Linked DNA regions of Mus musculus: region 2 is linked to region 1. Evidence: chromatin contacts called from public HiChIP or PLAC-seq data. All regions are on one chromosome and are shown on one strand. Each heading gives the region's core, a stretch centred on a gene start, on an enhancer-like site or on the middle of the called end of the contact. The rest is flanking DNA. Distances are from core to core; before and after follow the strand shown. Region 1 holds the start of Vav3 (vav 3 oncogene). Region 2 has its middle 14 kb from the start of Fam102b.

Region 1 (5,536 bases), core at 1,251-3,750:
GTAATAATTCCTTAAGGGCAACTAACTATCTTGATATGTTCACTGTGGTGGCCTCAGTAGGAAATAGAATTCTTAGAGAATCATGCCCTGCTCCTTTTCATCAATGATGCTTATAATGACCTTCAGTCATCAAACTGATTACATTATAGATAATGCATTTTAAGAGAAGAAAGAGGAGAATCCACTTGACAAGATCCCATGCACTGTCAGCAGTCAAATAAAGACTTGAATGTCAAAGAATGCCCAGCTATCCAAAAAGGAAGGAAGGAAGGAAGGAAGGAAGGAAGGAAGGAAGGAAGGAAGGAAGGAAGGCAGGCAGGCAGTTAGAAAAGGAAAGGAAGGAAGGAAAAAAGAAAGAAGAGAGAAATTTGATTATTAAGAACACTTTGATGAGTAACTGCTGAAAGTTCCAGAAACTAAACTTCGAGGAAATATGCACAGCACGTGGCATCAAAGCACAAGACTTCATGCTGCTACTGAGACTACTGATCAAATGGAACTGGAGATCTAACAAGTGACTCCTGTGCGTGGCACAACCTTACTCCTAACAGTTAACTCAGACAGTACAGAAACAACCACTGAAGCCCTCCACAGGACTATCTATGGTTGCCACAATTGTGGGCAAGTCCACAGAATTAGCAATCACCCATCATTCAGGTTTCTAAGAGAGTCTAAAATAATTGATCCTTATTGTAAACACATATGGCACTCAATACTTATATATCTGCTTTTTTTTTTCCTTGGAGACTGCTTACCAACAGGGGACACAGAATTTGAAGTGAGGATCGACCCTGATGAAATACTGACAACCAGGGCAGAGTGTGGGAGTTCCTGCTTTAATTATGAGATTATTAAACTGCATAAGATCACTTTTTTCTGCAAGGACACAGCTCTGGGTAAGTGGTAAGTCTCTGAATCATACAGGGCTAGTGCTAAAATATGTCACTAAAAGGTCTCTTTCCTTCCCCTTTTAAGTTGAAACATTTCTTTTTCTTTTCGTGTGCATGTGCGTGTGCGTGTGAAAGAGAAAATAGAAGTTCTGAGTTGTGTTGAACATCCTTTTAACAGAAACTTTCCGACCGGCCCAAAAAATAAGCAGCACTGGGCTGCATGTGGCTTTTTGAGCTGTCTCTGAGGAACCCACTGCTTTCTGTGCCTTCCAGGACTGGATTTTAATCAGAACCCTCAAAGAGGTATCTCCAAGCTAAGGCCACAGAAGCCCAAGTGCCTCCAAGCTACCTGATCGCAAGACCCAATGAAAAAAAGCAGAGTCTCCAGCAAAACTTCTCACTTCCTGCCACCGGTGAGGGAGGCTGGGCTGGCTCCCCTTACGTTTTCAGACAAGCTATAAACACAACCTTCCAGTTTGCTAACAGGCCACGGGCTTAGGGGGCGGGGTGGGGAACTTCAGGAAGGCTCTCTGTGTCCCTCTTGGTTTATTTCCTCTGAGCAGATAACGGTACCAAACGCCCTCCACTTCCTAGAGTCCTCATCTATGGCACAGTTCCTCTTTCCAGAACGTGAGGACCAAATGAAAGCAAAAAATAAGTCAAAGCAAAATTAACCCCACCGCTTCATCTCATCCCTTCTCATTGTTATTTTAGAGCCGACTCCCTCTTTGTTATCACACACACACACACACACACACACACACACGGGGGGGGGGGGCAGAAAGGTGAAACGCGCCCTAGGATAACTTATTTCTTCCCGCCTCCCAGAAACCTTTAGGATTCCATACACCATCTCCCGACGCAAGGCTTTATTAGTTCTGCTTAGAAGCTAAGTCATTTCAAGGCAAGTGAGGAAAAGCCCCCAAGCTGAGAACTGAGAGGCAGGGCAAAGCGGAGCGCACCTAGATGTTTGCATTTACACAAAGAAATTATCCGGATGATTAATGGGAGCCTCTGACGGGCAGCGGGGTCGCGGGGTGGCCTCCATACCTGGGACATCTGGGGCCTCAGGTTGATCTCCTTCAGATTGATGGAGTGTGGCCGCAGGTTGTTGAGCAGCTGGCAGAGCAGGACTCCATCGCGAAGGGTCTGCGCCAGGTCGAACACCTGCGCCGAGTCCCAGGTCACCCGATGGTTGGGGGGCAGCACCTTGCTGTGGATGAGCCACTGAGCGCACTGCTTCCACGGCTCCATGTCCGACGGCTCCCGGACCCGGCCCGGCCGGGGCGGGCAGCGACTCTGAGGTGGCCGCCGCGGAGCGTCAGAGCCCCGCCGACGCCAGTCGCGCTGATGGCCCCTGGTTCGCTTTGCCTTTCTGGAGCGGGCGCCGCTGCCGGCGGCTCGGGGACGCCGCGTGGGACTCGCCTCGGGTCCCCGCCCGGATGCGCCGCGGCCCGGCCGCCGCTGCAGCAGCGAGTGCCGCGCGCTCTCGGTGCGCCCCGGCCGGCTCCGCTGAGCACTGGCTTCCGACTGGCGAGCCTGGCGCCCCGCGACTGAGCATGCCCAGCGCGCCTGGCCGGTCTGTGCGGTCCGCGAGTCCCCGGAGGCGCGGGTGCGAGCGTGCCCGCCGCCCTGGCTGGGGGTCCGGGGCTGAGGGCGGGGCGGCTGGGGGGAGGAGCGGGCCGAGTTGGGGCGGCGGCCACAAAGGGGATCCCGGCGCCCCCGCCCGCCCGTGAACCCTCGGATGAGTGGAGCTTGCACAACCCCGGGGCGTCCAGGGATTAGCCCATCGGCGCGGCTTCCTAGGAAGTGTGGCTGAACACTGAGATTCGCAGGGGTGTCCCCGGGGACACCCTGAACAATGAATGCGATTTAAATTAAGAGGGTCTCAGAGGAGCCAAGGCTTAACTGGGACACAGGGAGCCTGGAGAAATGAGATGTGCACTACGCGCAGCTGGAGAACGCAGCATGGAAAGTTTGTGATCGGCCCCTGGTCCCGCCTCCTCCAGGTCCATCCTCAGCCCCTTCCTGAAAGTCAGTTTCTTCTGAGAATGTTTTGACACCTTGAAAGTGCGTGACGTGGGGACAATTGCAGCTTCAGCCTAGGTAGAGGGAAAGAAGTAGGTTTTGCATATCTCCCAGGCTTGGAACTGTTCACTAAAGCAGTCCAGCGCCTTTTGCTGATCTTCAAAATCCTGCCTGAGAAAAAAAGAAAACTGGCCGGTGACACAGAGGCAAGAGCGCGCATGCGTCAGTGACTTGCCACCAGGTTTGAGCTCAAATCGCTTCAGTACCGAGACACTGAGAGACTGGGTCAGCATATTTGGAGAACCCTGGGGAAAATTGGAAAGTTCCCCCCCACACACACCCACACATGTCAACTCTGTCATACTGAGGCAAGGTTCTCCCTGTCTTTTTTATTCCCACTGCCCTACAAAGCCGAAAAGGGTGTATAAGCTTTTTGTAGTAATATATTATTTCACTGAACTCTGACAACTCCCTGTAAATGCCCTCTTCGCTAGTCTTTTTTTTTTTTTAATTGAAATCTAGTTTGGTGGGATTTTATATCTGTTGTTGCTGCTGCTGCTGCTGCTGCTGCTGCTGCTGCTGCTGTTTCATTAGATATTTGTAGCTCAAATTTTCGATTGTGGATCTTATTGATTTTATAAACAGGACAAAACGTAACTTTTAAAAAGTACATGATCTGTTGGGACAGAAGTTCGCTTCTTTTATGCGTGACTGTAGCAAGCGTGGCCTGCTGTGTACACAACCAGCCTTAAACAATAATAAATCAGCCTAAGGATTTCCTTTCCTCGCATGCATCCGTCCCCAGCAACTTCCTCTGTGCACACTGTGGAGTCCATCAATAGCACAATGTTTCCTAGACCATAATAGGTTTGAAAGCCTGAAACTACAGGAGGATCAATCCTTAGCAATACTGTATCACCGAAACTGTAAAGTGCATCCTAGGCACGAAGATTATCAACAGCAGTGTTGCAATAAAATAGAACATTATAATCATAAATCGTGAAAGAATGTATAAAATATATATACTTTTTCTTTCTGGAATTTTCCATGTGATTTTTTTTGGGGGGGGGGGGTTGGCTGTTGACTACCACTTTCCTAAAAACTCAGAATGCAAAACCATCAAAAAGAGGCAAGTACTGTAAGCCATGTTACTCATTATAGATCTTTACAAACAAAACACACATGACTTGCCATTTAAAATGTGGTCCTGCATAAGAAGAAGTGGCGCTGGAAAAGAGGAAAGATGATAAGGAAAAAGCAAAGACTAGCCAAGCATTTCATTTTAGGTAGCATCAGATCATCCCTTAATACTGTTAAAATATTTCCAAAATCCAGATCATGTGTACCGACCAGTAAACAAACCTGGATTTAGAATCCAAGTTAAGCTGCTTTTTGATAACCTTGGGCAACTTCTATTCTTCTAACCTTCATTTTCTTCACCTATAAAATGAAGGAAGTGACCCTTGCCACGTTGGGTTGTCAGAATAAAAAAAAGAGTACGCCTTGGTACTTGGAATGAATACATAGACAGGAGTATCACTGTGGACCTTGTAAGACTCTCGGGCCTGAACAAAATACCCATGGAAGGAGTTACAGAGACAAGTGTGGAGCAGAGACTGAAGGAATGACCATCCAGAGACTGTCCCACCTGGGGATTCATCCCATAAACAACCACCAAAACCAGACACTATTGTGGATGCCAACAAGATCTTCCTGACAGGAGCCTGATATAGCTATCTCCTAAGAGGCTCTGCCAGTGCCTGACAAATACAAAAGTGGATGCTCAAAGCCATCCATTGGACTGAGTACAGGGTCCCAGTGAAAGAGCTAGAGAAAGTACCCAAGGAGCTGATGGGGTTTGTAGCCCCATAGGAGGAACAACAATATGAACTAACCAGTACCCCCAGAGCTCCCTGGGACTAAACCACCAATCAAAGAAAACACATGGTGGGACTCATGGCTCTAGATACATAAGTAGCAGAGTATGGCCTTGTCAGTCATCAATGGGAGGAGAGGCTCTTGGTCCTGTGAAGGTTCTATGCCCTAGTATAGGGGAATGCCAGTGTCAGGAAGTGGGAGTGAGTGGGTTGGTGAGCAGGGGAAGGGGGGAGGGGATAGGGGATTTTCGGAGGGAAAACTAGAAAAGGGGATAACATTTGAAATGTAAATAAAGAACATATCTAATTTTAAAAAAAAGTCTCTCAGGCCCTACCCAGACTGAATGAGTAGGACCCTGAACTGTATCAAGGTCCTCAGGTGATAAATAAATTTCCATCAAAAGCTGCAAAGCCTTGATATAAGGTATGAATATATGTGGTGCCTGTCACAGGGACAGCTTCATAAACACCACTCACTATACCACACATCCCTGTGCATCCACAGAGCATCAGCAAAGACCAAATATTTTAAATTGCTACATATCACATGTAACATGTAAATAGTACTTTAGGTCATAAAACTCAAATATTAATCCAGAAAGTGTATATAAGGGCAAGGAAGACAGATGGAGGTGTAGGAGGCCTACAAGAGGCACTTAAAGAAGTTGTGGGGCTCTTCAGGTGAGTGAGAAGCTACAACAGGTGATGGTAAATGTCTAAAATTGGGGCAACAAAACAGCA
Region 2 (5,536 bases), core at 1,551-4,050, 300 kb after region 1:
TATGAAATATCATCATCTCACAATATTTCCAAAATGATCCTTTCACCTGGTATGCCATTTCCTGAGAAAATAAATAAATTCTGTATTTCACTGTGGAACTCTGAGATCCTTTTTCAGATGTTCAAATTCATTTTCACGTGTTCCTCCTTGGTATATAAGAAAATACAACATATTGAATGAATGAGTTAACCAATCAGCCATCAAGAATGAGAGTGCTCATGGTACCAGTTAGAGAGTCCTATATCTGGGTGATAGACCTGTGCTAATAAACAGAGTTGCTAAAAAGCGGGATGGAAATATATATAAGCTGTTTAATAAATATAATCTTAGAACATAGATAAGATGTGCCTCTGGTCACTGCTCTCTTCTTTGAGTAGATGGTAGGTTTTGCATATAATTAGCAAGAACTTATTTAGTCTTCCTCAATGCTAATTCCTTAATGACAAAGACATCATAGTGACCCACCTTGCCTACCTTCATCCTGTGTGATGCTTAGAAGAAACTCAGATGCTTGCTGACTGAGTGAGTGATTGAGTCTGGGCCTCTGCAGTCTGGCAGGGTGATCATTGGCTACATGAACTAGAATGCGGTAAAAATGTCAATGCAATTCCTTTGTCACATCAGCCACGCTTCAGGTGACCAGTGACTGCTGTCGTCTACAGAGCAGAGACTTCTCCCATCGTTGCACAAGGCCCTACTGGACAGCACTGGTCTAGACGATTTCCTTCATTTTGCAGAACAGAATGAGCTCAAGGAAGCTCTCACTGGCTCATTCAGCCATCAGAAGCAGGGCCAGGACTCCAGCTGGGACCCTAACCCCATCCTGTCGCTCTTAGGTCACCTCCTGCTGAGTATTTCAGAATTCTGACTGGAGTGGAGTGACACAGGAAATAGTGTCCTTGTCTAAGGACTGCTACCGAAGCTATTTTATTATTAACTGAATATTTTAATCAAAAAGATATGTAAAAAGAAAAAATAAAGTACCTGAGAGTCCTGTACTGGTGATGATGAAGGAGACACTGATTTTAAAGACGCTTTGAAGGTATCTAGCTGAGCAACGTATCATGAGACTGGTTTGTGCCAATTTAGCTATAAAACCCATTCATAGAATAGGGGCTGGTGTGATGAGTGCCGTTTTGCCTCTGTTCAGTTTCGTTTAAATCGTTTCTTTATATCAATTTAACTTTTAAAAGAATCATCTGACTCTCATTCAACAAATCAATACAGTTTGCTAAGATTTGGAGTTCAGGGGCTGGAGAGACAGTCCAGCAGTGAAGACTTCCTGCTGCTCTTGCAAAGGACCTAAGTTTGTTGTCCAGCATTCACATCTGGCAGCTCACAACTCCTACCCCAGGGGATCTGACTCTCTCTTCTGGCCGCTGGGGGGCGTTCAAGTGCTCGAGCCTCTACACAGACATGCATGCGTACCTCTAAGAATAAACAATAAATCCTTTCACAAAAGCCCTGGAGTTCAAGGTTGGTTTGGAGAAAACAGCCTTTTCTGACAAAAGGTCTTTCTTTGTTTATGGAATTAGTGTTGAGTGTTCCCAGGAAGGAGAACACCAGTTCATTTGATGGGGCTGATACAATCACAGAGATGCTAAAACAGACTCGTTCCCTAGTCTTCTGCACCCACTGAACAGGAGACTGTGAAGGGGGCCAGAAAGCAAGAACCAAATGGAGATGAGATGATTCCCCAAATGCGCCTGGACTTCTTCCACTTTTTCCACTTACAGTCACTTTCAGCTGAGACATTTTTATACGACTCAGCATATATGGGTACATAAAAATGAGCACGCAAAGCAAGCATTGCTGATAATAAACCTTAAAGAAATGGATTGCCTTATTTTTAAATGCTTTTATTAGCTTATAGGTTTCATTATGAAATCCCCATTCCTCTCTTTCCAGTTTGTTGTTAGTTGCTCTGATAAAACACTGACCCAAAACTACTTGGAGAGGAAAGGGTTCATTTAGCTTACACATCCTAATCACAGTCCGTCATTGAGGGAAGTCAGGACTGGAACTCAAGCAGGGGCAGGGGCAGAGGCAGAGGCAGAAACTATAGAGGGACACTGCTTACTGGGTAGCTTCCAGGAACAGGGTCAGCTCTCTTGGACCTCCCAGGACCAACTGCTCAGGAGTGGCACTGCCCACAGACGGCCAGGCCCTGTCACACAAGAACCATGCCACACAAACATGTCATCCAGCCAATCACATGGTGGTAATTTCTCACTGAGTTTACCACCTCCAAGTGACTCTAGTTTGTGTTGAGTTGACAAAAACTAACCAACACACATGTGTATAATGTCATATGCACCTCCATTACCTTCTTTCACCCCCATTTCCACCGAAACCTTTGTTTGTTTTTTTCTCTCAAGAAGTCCTCCTACTTCTGTGTCTTTTGTGTGTGTGACCTACTGAGCTTTAATATGGCTGTTTGCATGAGTATGGGTGGGACTTTATTTACTGCCATATGGTCAACTTCTCAGTGCCTACACCATCGAAACAATTAGCACCCTTTCCCAAGAATCATTACCCGCCAACAATCCACAGGAATTGTGGCATCTCATAAGGCCCTCCACCATCCATGATAAACCATGGATGGACCCAATCTTGTGCTGGTCACAGCTGTAGTGAATTGATGAGTACAACAGCCATACCATACCCAGCAGATTTACTATTGTTGTTATTATTTATTTGTTTATCTATTTCTTTGTACATGAACATACACACACTTGTACGCTTGTGCTGGAGGTCAGAAGACAACTCAGGAACGTTAGCTCTCTTTGACCATGTGAATCCCGAGGATGGAATGTGGGTCAGCAGGCTGGGCTTGACAGCAAGCATTTTTACCCACCGAGCCATCTCAGCGGCCCCAGAAAACAATTTGAAAGTATCTGTTTTCACAGTTAAGTCACTCTTTCTACAAGAGCATAAAACTTTAATTATGTGTATATATAGTATATTATATAAAATAACACAGGCCATAACACACAATAACCTCAAATCTGAATGGGATGATTCAGGAAGCATCCCTTGGTGTTGTGTAGCATCTGACATGCAGAGTATATGCGTGTTGTGTTTAGAACCAAGGCTGTGAGGAGGGGAGAAATGTGGGTGAGGTACAAGAAACACGCTGGTTGCCTTACACGTCTTACTAGGGATCAACTTTGGTTGTTGCACATTCAGAAAGCTTACTGTTGCTAAATTATTCACAGCCCCCACATTAGTTACACAACCCTGTATGAGTCGCTGGCCACAGATGAAGAAGCTAGAGCCTAGGGCACTTTGGATGCTCCTAAGTGTTCAGTTGAACAACTTTGACACACTCTAGTTAGATCCTGACAGGAAAGAAGTTGAATAAACACTGCTGTTAGTGACAGAAAATTGTATAATTAAATGTCTGCTTTTAAGACCTACAAAGACAGCTTGCCACCTTTGCATAGAAACTTGAACATAGATTAAAACAAAACTACAACGAAAGAGATCAAGCTATAGACATCAGATAGGAACCTCAGAAAGAAACTGTGTGTCTTCCTTCAAAGAAATTGTCCTCCTATCAGGCAGACTAGGACTCAAGACAGTGCAGGGTCATTTCTCAGTCTCTGTGGATGCCTGGTCCACTCTGCAGCCAAACAAAGACAGGGTGTGTGCTGTTACTGTTTTAAAACTTTATTAATTCTCGTGTGTGGACGTGAGGGATGGCAGGGGAGAGCACACATCATAGTGTGCATGTGGAGGTCAGAGGTCAACATTAGGAGTCAGTTCTCTCATTCTACTTTTACCTGGAATCCAGTGACCAAACACAAAGCACCAGGCTCTGGAGCCAAGCACACCTTTCCCCATGAACCACCTTGTCGGCTCAAGACATACGGTTTTCGTAATAGAGTTATTTAAGCTCCTATAGTGTGTCTTTCTATCAAGGCCAAATAGTGCTCTCCCTCCCCTCTCTCTCTCTCCCACCCTCTCTCCCTCTCCTCCTCCCTCTGCCAGACCAGGCAGTCCTCTGCTATATATGTGCCCAGGGCCTTGGACAATTCCGTGTCTGTTTCCTGGTTGGTGGCTCAGTCTCTGGGAGCTCCCAGAGGTCCCGGTTAGTTGGGACTTCAGGTCTTCCTATGGGGTTGCCATCCCTTCAGATCCTTCACTCCTTCCCCTAATCCATTCATAGGGGTCCCCAACTTCAGTCCAATGGTTGGGTGTAAGTACTTGCATCTGTCTCAGTCAACTGCTAGTAGGGCCTCTCAGAGGACAGCCCTAGGCTCCTGTCTGTAAGTACATCATAGCATCAGTTATAGGGTCAGGCCTTGATGCCCTCCCCCCATAAGATGGATCCCAAGTTCGGCTGGTCACTGAAAAGCCTCTCCTTCAGTTTCTTCTTCAGTTTTGTCCCTGCAGTTCTTTAAGAGGGGAACAATTCTGGGTCAAAATTTTTGACTGTGGGTTAGTAACCCTGCCCCTCTACTTGGGGCCATATCTATCTACTGGAGGTGGATTCTTCAAGTTCCCTCTCCCCAGTGTTGGGCATTTTGGCTAAGTTCACCCCCATTGAGTCCTGAGAGTCCTCATCTCACAGGTTTCTGGGACTTTCTAAAGGATTCTCCAACCTCCCACCCCCCAGAAGCTGCATATTTCCATTTATTCTCCTGGTTCTCTGGAATTCTCTCCTGTTCCCCCTTTTCCCTCCCCTCCCCTCCCACCCAGGTCTCTCCCTCCCTGTCACCTGTGATTATTTTGTTCTCCCTTCTAAGTGGGATTGACGTATCCTCACTCGGGCCTTCCTGCTTGCTAAACTTCTGACCTGTGGGTTGTACCCTGGGTCAGCCTGCTTTCTTATAGAACTACCAGCCCCACCCACAATGGGTGGCCCCACCCACAGTGGACTCAGACTTCACACAGTAATCAGTAATTAAGAAAATGCCCTGAGATCTGCAACCCTATAGGTGGAACAACATTATGAACTAACCAGTATCCCGGAGCTCTTGACTCTAGCTGCATATGTATCAGAAGATGGCCTAGTCGGCCATCAGTGGAAAGAGAGGCCCATTGGACACGCAAACTTTATATGACCCAGTACAGGGGAACGCCAGGGCCAAAAAGGGGGAGTGGGTGGTTAGGGGAGTGGGGGTGGGTGGGTATGGGGGACTTTTGGTATAGCATTGGAAATGTAAATGAGCTAAATACCTAATAAAAAATGGAAAAAAAAATTGAATTTGCAAGATACCAAGTGCTAAAGGAGATATATATCACGTTATGAATAGACAATAAATCTGATACTATGTTGACTTTAAAAAAAAAAAAAGAAAAAAAAAAGAAAAGAAAATGCCCTGAGCTCTTGACTCTAGCTGCATATGTATCAGAAGATGGCCTAGTCGGCCATCACTGGAAAGAGGCCCATTGGACACGCAAACTTTATATGCCCCAGTACAGGGGAACGCCAGGGCCAAAAAGGGGGAGTGGGTGGGTAGGGGAGTCGGGGTGGGTGGCTATGGGGGACTTTTGGTATAGCATTGGAAATGTAAATGAGCTAAATACC

Evidence for each region. HiChIP or PLAC-seq counts read pairs in DNA pulled down with a chosen protein or histone mark.
Region 2: a contact with region 1 is called in an H3K4me3 HiChIP or PLAC-seq map of bone marrow-derived macrophages, with 2.4 times the contacts expected there. The contact joins the enhancer-like site here to the promoter of Vav3 in region 1. A contact is called at or near these places in 5 of 39 promoter capture datasets (the HPC-7 cell line, hippocampal neurons, liver and 2 more) and 3 of 115 datasets of contacts at active chromatin or transcription factors (bone marrow-derived macrophages and pancreatic cancer cells).

What each region holds. Positions count from the first base shown.
Region 1 is chr3:109,337,647-109,343,182 of GRCm38.p6, reverse strand. Vav3 (vav 3 oncogene) reads right to left here and starts at 2,500. Exons shown (of 27, transcript NM_020505.2): 1 at 1,941-2,500. The coding sequence starts at 2,144.
Region 2 is chr3:109,038,810-109,044,345 of GRCm38.p6, reverse strand. No RefSeq gene overlaps it. Among named protein-coding and RNA genes, the nearest start is that of Fam102b, 14 kb to the right of the region's middle. Within about 2 kb of position 2,800, at least 16 of the 459 cell types and tissues checked have an H3K27ac peak or open chromatin away from gene starts, as enhancers often do. A contact at or near this core is called in bone marrow-derived macrophages, where this site is marked.